2 separate regions of the Mus musculus genome follow, and region 2 is linked to region 1. A link is a contact called in public Hi-C data. All regions are on one chromosome and are shown on one strand. Each heading gives the region's core, a stretch centred on a gene start, on an enhancer-like site or on the middle of the called end of the contact. The rest is flanking DNA. Distances are from core to core; before and after follow the strand shown. Region 1 has its middle 16 kb from the start of Gm34371. Region 2 overlaps Gm41517 (a long non-coding RNA gene).

The links. Hi-C and Micro-C count contacts between places; a contact is called where the count stands out from the background.
Region 2: a contact with region 1 is called in a Hi-C map of the N1E-115 cell line, with 8 times the contacts expected there. The contact joins two enhancer-like sites. A contact is called at or near these places in 5 of 484 Hi-C or Micro-C datasets (the AML12 cell line, the HL-1 cell line, the N1E-115 cell line and 2 more) and 2 of 115 datasets of contacts at active chromatin or transcription factors (embryonic stem cells and pancreatic cancer cells).

What each region holds. Positions count from the first base shown.
Region 1 is chr17:4,776,968-4,779,789 of GRCm38.p6, forward strand. No RefSeq gene overlaps it. Among named protein-coding and RNA genes, the nearest start is that of Gm34371, 16 kb to the right of the region's middle. Within about 2 kb of position 1,399, at least 20 of the 459 cell types and tissues checked have an H3K27ac peak or open chromatin away from gene starts, as enhancers often do. A contact at or near this core is called in the N1E-115 cell line and uterus, where this site is marked.
Region 2 is chr17:4,945,058-4,947,879 of GRCm38.p6, forward strand. It overlaps Gm41517 (a long non-coding RNA gene), which reads right to left. Exons shown (of 4, transcript XR_876352.2): 4 at 1-539. Among named protein-coding and RNA genes, the nearest start is that of Gm34625, 7.7 kb to the right of the region's middle. Within about 2 kb of position 1,459, at least 100 of the 459 cell types and tissues checked have an H3K27ac peak or open chromatin away from gene starts, as enhancers often do. A contact at or near this core is called in the N1E-115 cell line and uterus, where this site is marked.

The DNA.
Region 1 (2,822 bases), core at 149-2,648:
AGAAGCAGAGCCACACAAGAGAGTTAGCTGGGCCCCATCCAGATCAATACTTGCCTGACACCATCCTTAGGAGTTAGGGGTGAGCCTTTGCAGATCTCTGTGAGCATCTAGAGGAGTCTGATACAACCTATGACCCTCACACTCGAGTAGCCTTAGCCTCCTCCAGGTTCCTTAGGGCTTAAGCTGCTCTGTCCCAGGATAGATGTGGGGACAAGAATTTACATCCAGCACTAACACCAGGTGGTATGCTTCGCCTCACTAAGATTTGGGGGCTGTACTGGACCGTCATCAAGTCGCCAGCACTGGAACCTCACCTCCTCCTGGGACTATGAAATGGTGACAATGGCTGCCTCAAAACATAAAGTGTCCACAAGAAACTACTGAGGAACTTGAAAGCATGTGGGATACCTGTGACCCACACACACACACACACACACACACACACACACTCACACATACACACACACACACACTCACATACACACACTCTCTCTCACACACACTCACACACACACATACTCACACACTCTCACACACACACTCACACACACACTCACACACACACACTCTCTCACACACTCTCATACACACACTCACACACACTCACTCACACACACACTCACATACACTCTCACACACACTCACACACACACTCACACACACACATACACACTCTCACACGCACACTCACACACACACACTCACACACACACTCACACACACTCTCTCTCACACACACACATACACACACTCACACACACTCACACACTGAGGAGACCCTCATTACTTAAGCCACCGTGGCTGTGGCTGTGTGCAGTCCTATGTAAGTCCCTATGCTGGTTAGAGATCACACTTGTAGTATTTCCTGGAATTTTTTAAATGTCAAAGGACCTAAAAACCCATGTATTCCTGTTTTCTGGGCAAATTCCAACCCTCTAGAGTTGGTTTTTTGGTTTTTTTTTAATAGAATGGTGCTTATCAGAGGGAAAACATCTGCTCCAGTTTCTTCAATCTCTAATGTATCTAGTCTGCCTTTGTAAAATAGGTATATCGCTAATGACTGAATTCCTGCCAAGGGAATGAAATGATTGTTTCAATCACTTATTCCTCTCATCGGCTTTGCCCTCTGAGGAACAATATCACACAACATAAGTATAATGGATGGGCCACACGTTTTTTCGTTTGTTTTGTTTTGTTTTGTTTCTTCTTGGTATCTTCCTCACTGGCCACCATCAGAGAGAGAGCCGTCCAGAATGGATGCGTTGTTTCCAGGGCCTCCACCTGAAGCACCACGCTGTGGCTTGTGATTGTAAATCTCTTTTTGAGAACTGTCCTTCACCAAGGCCCCAAATGCCAACCCCTGGAGAAGCCTCAGTGGAGCGTGACCATGCCGGGATGCGGCCACCAGAGGGCGCCGCAGAGCAGCACGCCCCCTCCAAAGACTCCCAGCCGCGCCCTCCCAGCCCGGCTGTTTATTGTCAAGAAGGGTGTTTTTTCAAAATCCGCACACACAGAGATGGTTTTCCTTCCACGTTTTCCCCTCTTATTGGTGTTTTTTGTTGTTGTTGTTGTTGTTGTTTTTCTTTCTTTTTTAGCATTTAAGTGATAACCAAATAGGATCTGCTCCTGTTGTTTACACAAGTAAACAAAGATGGCAGTTAGAATAGAATTAGGGTTTTTGTTTTTTGGGTTTTTTTTTAAGTGGAACCTGGGTGTTTAAGTGCTATGAGGAGGAGGTTAGCGGCCGAATGGGAGAAACCCTATACATTATGTTAACAGGAAAGAGTTCGAGGACCAGCCAAAGGTAGGCCTCTGGATCCGACTGAGCCCTACCTAGTACCTGCCAAGCCAGAAGACACCAACCAGGTCCAACAGACATACAACTTAGCTCCTACTGTCCTTTGGTCTCTCTCCCTCTGAAAAATAGCAAAGGAGTTTAGAATCCCATATTACAACCTATTTATACCATATCTTTCAGGGGGGGGTGCATCTTACAGTGGATGTAGCATAATATGCCTCATTTTAACCCCAGTGGTGTTAAGTCTGTGCAACCATTAACCACCACCCATCTCCAGAACTTCACTCTCATCTCACGCTGAAACCGGGAAGCCAGAAAATGCTCCCGGTGACCTCCGTCTCCCTCTGTCCCAGCATGTCTACCCTAACCTCCCAGAAGTACAACAGTACCGTACCTGCCCCTTTGGTGAGTGACGTCATCATTTATTAAAGCTGTTTTTCAAGGTGCAGTCACGCTGTAGCAAGATGTCAGAACTTCATTCCTTCCGTGGGTGAGTACTCTTCTAGCACATTCTTTCTGGTAGCCAGAAGAATGCAGAAAGCAAATCGGAGAGGCCGCCCTGGCCCTTGCCTTTCAGTTGAAGAGTCTAGGCTTTCCCACACAACACAGGGCAAGGAGTCACAGTCAGATCTTCCTGTTCACAGCCACAGCCCCCTCCCCTGCCTTGTGTGGGGTCCTTGGCTAACACTCCTTCAAACACTGACATAGACAGGTGCACCTTTCTCGGCAGAACATCTAATCCACCCCTCCCGGCCAAGCACCTTGTGATCCCCAAACCTGAGACTCAAACTAGGGCATAAACCAAACCTGGAAGAGCCAGCTAGGGTGTGTGCGACTTGGAGAACTATACAGACCCTTTCCAAGGTTCTTACATAGACCAGACAAGCCAACATCCTTTGGTCTCTATATCTCACTTTGCCCAGGGGTTCTAATTGGACCACAGGACTCAAGCCTGGGCACTCAAAGAAAAATACCATGGCTGTATTTCCTTCAAAGTTCTCTGCAATGGATATTCACAGAGGAC
Region 2 (2,822 bases), core at 209-2,708, 170 kb after region 1:
TCTGGTCCCTGAAATACTTAAAGTATATATATTGCAGTTTTACTTTGCCCCAAACCCGTGATTTCCAAAAGAGAAAACTTAATTTCTATAAAATAGAAATGATTTCCAATGCAAATATTTTATTATGATCATTTCCAGTTGAAGGAAAATTAAGGCATGGTCTCCCCTCCCTCCAAAATACAATATCTTTAAATGTGAGAACTAAAGGAAGACATTTGCTCTGTAGAAGGCAGTATTGACCAGTTTATTCCGACACCAGACCCCAAGTGCTGAGAGAAGTCACCGCTTCCATGGAGCCTTGGGAAGGCTGATCGGCTCCGGCAGCTACACATTTGCACATGGTTAACCGGTTTCGTCAGTGAAATGGATTGAAACTTGCTTCAAAGTAGGAAAGGAAAACATTGGTGCACTCCACACTGGCCCTTGAGTATACTGTACCTTCAAATCATGCTGCCTCTTGCATTCCACAGAGCTGTGAAACACCCTTTAAACTGTCTGCATAAATCACTCTATCCTCTATGTAACAGGGTTTTCTCTTCCTGGACAAAAGAAAAAAAAAGAAAAAAAGGCCATCTGTCCCCAAAGGGCAACACTCCAGAATGAGGATCCCTGCCCAGACAGGACCTCATGCAGGTGTTACAAGGTCTCCATTCTGTCTGGAAGCCTGGATAGTTAACATGCCGCCTACCTGCCACAATCCTTTGGTTAAAAGCTGTCTCTTTAAAATCTGGGACTTTTTACCTCCTCAGCACAGCTAGCAATGGTTTCGGTGTGTAGAAGCACAGAATTATATGGAGCTAAGAAGATCGCCAAGAAGGCGAACACAGTAACCAAGACTGACATTAATTAGGACCAGGAAGCAAGCACGCGCCTCCTGGTAAACAGCCTTCTCCAGGAAAGTCTTCCGTGGGCTTCCTGCAACTCACACATTCCCCTTAGCTCTTCCAACACTGGTGACTTGTTGACAGGCACACATGCTAGGGAAGACCCATGCCACGTTCTGGAGTTTTGAATGTTTCCTTTGCAGAGAAACCACCAGGCCTGCGAGGGGCGGGCTCTGGCAGGAAAGGCCTTACAGCTTGTCACCTCTCCCCGCCTAGCCTGCTGCTCCTGCTGGAGGAGGTGCAGGGGACAAGCGAAACTGGTTCATGTGTCAGCTCCCCCAGGGATTTGGCAGCAGAGGGCCGGGCCCTAGCTGAGCACACAGGTACAGAAACAGCATCTGCAGCACACTTCCTTCCTCCTTACATGGTCACTGTGCGGGTCTGCATGCAAAGGGGGTTCATATTCTCTCTCTCTCTCTCTCTCTCTCTCTCTCTCTCTCTCTCTCTCTCTCTCTCTCCCTCTCTCTCTCTCCCTCCCTCCCTCCCTCCCTCCCTCCTCTCTCTCCCTCCCTCCTCTCCCTGCCATGCCCCGCCCCGTGTTTCTGTCTCTCTCAGTCTCTATCTTCTCTGTCTCTGCCACACACACATACACACACGCATACACACACACACACACACACACACACACACATATACACACACACACACCATGAAAAGTGCTTACTAGCAGCGTCTTGCATGAGTGCACAAGCCAGGCCATCACTCTGGAGAAGGAAAAGCAGCTCGGCCCCTGGAAACGTCTGGAAGCCTCTATCCCTGAGCTGGCTGGACCAGACAGCTCCTTCCTGAGAGCCTGCTTTTCCCTGCCTTTGAAAGAGCAGCATCTAACAGAGAAGCGCACTGAACTGTTTTCCAGTTTATCACAGGAATCTCGGGTCCAGACCTACAAGCCAAGGGAGGCACTCCGCCCCCGTGGAGCTCCTCCGTGCTCACAGCCAATAAGGGGGTGCTAGTCCATCTCTCTAAAGAGAGAAAAGAAAGGGCTTTGTGAGGGCCATGTTCCGCTCACACAGGTCACCACACAAGTTGCCTGGTTTGCTGTTCAGACCCCCAGATTCCAGAGTGAACCTGTAATAGCTGAGGTCCCCTTGACCCCTTGTTTTCTCTTCTACTGGTTCTCAAGAGCCATTTTCCAGCTTCCCCTTTCCTCTCCCTGGCCTTTCTGGAAAAGGTTTGTTTCTAGATTCCGAAGGAACAAAGGCCGATTAAAGGCCCAGGAACAGGGGGAATCCTCCATTAGAAAAAGACAAGGGCAGAGCTGGGGACTTCCGTGCTTGGCCTGCCCCCACCTAAGTTAATAAGCTACAAGAACCAGTTGCTTCCAGTCTGGGCAGCTTTCTAGTTCTGCAACTACAGAGCCTTTCTTCCTATCTTCCTTTCTTTCTTTCTCTCTTTCTTTCTTCCTTTCTTTCTTTCTTCCTTCCTTCTTCCTTTCCTTCCTTCTCTCTCTCTCTCTCTCTCTCTCTCTCTCTCTCTCTCTCTCTCTCTCTCTCTCTCTCTTTCTTTTTTATTACTTTAATTCCAGAGATCTTTGATACCCCTGAAGGCAAGTAGCATATCTCACTCATAAAGCTTTCAGATGGTTTTGAGTTCAAAGTTTTATTTATTTACTTTTAAAGGCCTCAATAAATTAGGGCAAAGGCAACTGGAACTCAGCCTCCTGCCTTACAGATCCTCTGAGCTTAAGGCTGGCCAAAAGATCTGCTCTTGAGAAACCAGGTGGAATGAGACCTGGGTGGAGGAAGCCAGGAGTTGTTTGTAGAATGTTCTCCTGTACGGCTCCAGCCTGAGCCCTTCTCCCTTGAGCAATTCTGCTAGTTTGACACCAGCTGAGATCTGGTCATCTGTCTGGTTTTTTTGTTTGTTCGTTTGTTTGTTTGTTTTTGCAAGTCTCTAAGCCATCAGACATTCTGACTTCAGTATCCTGAGAGAGAGAGA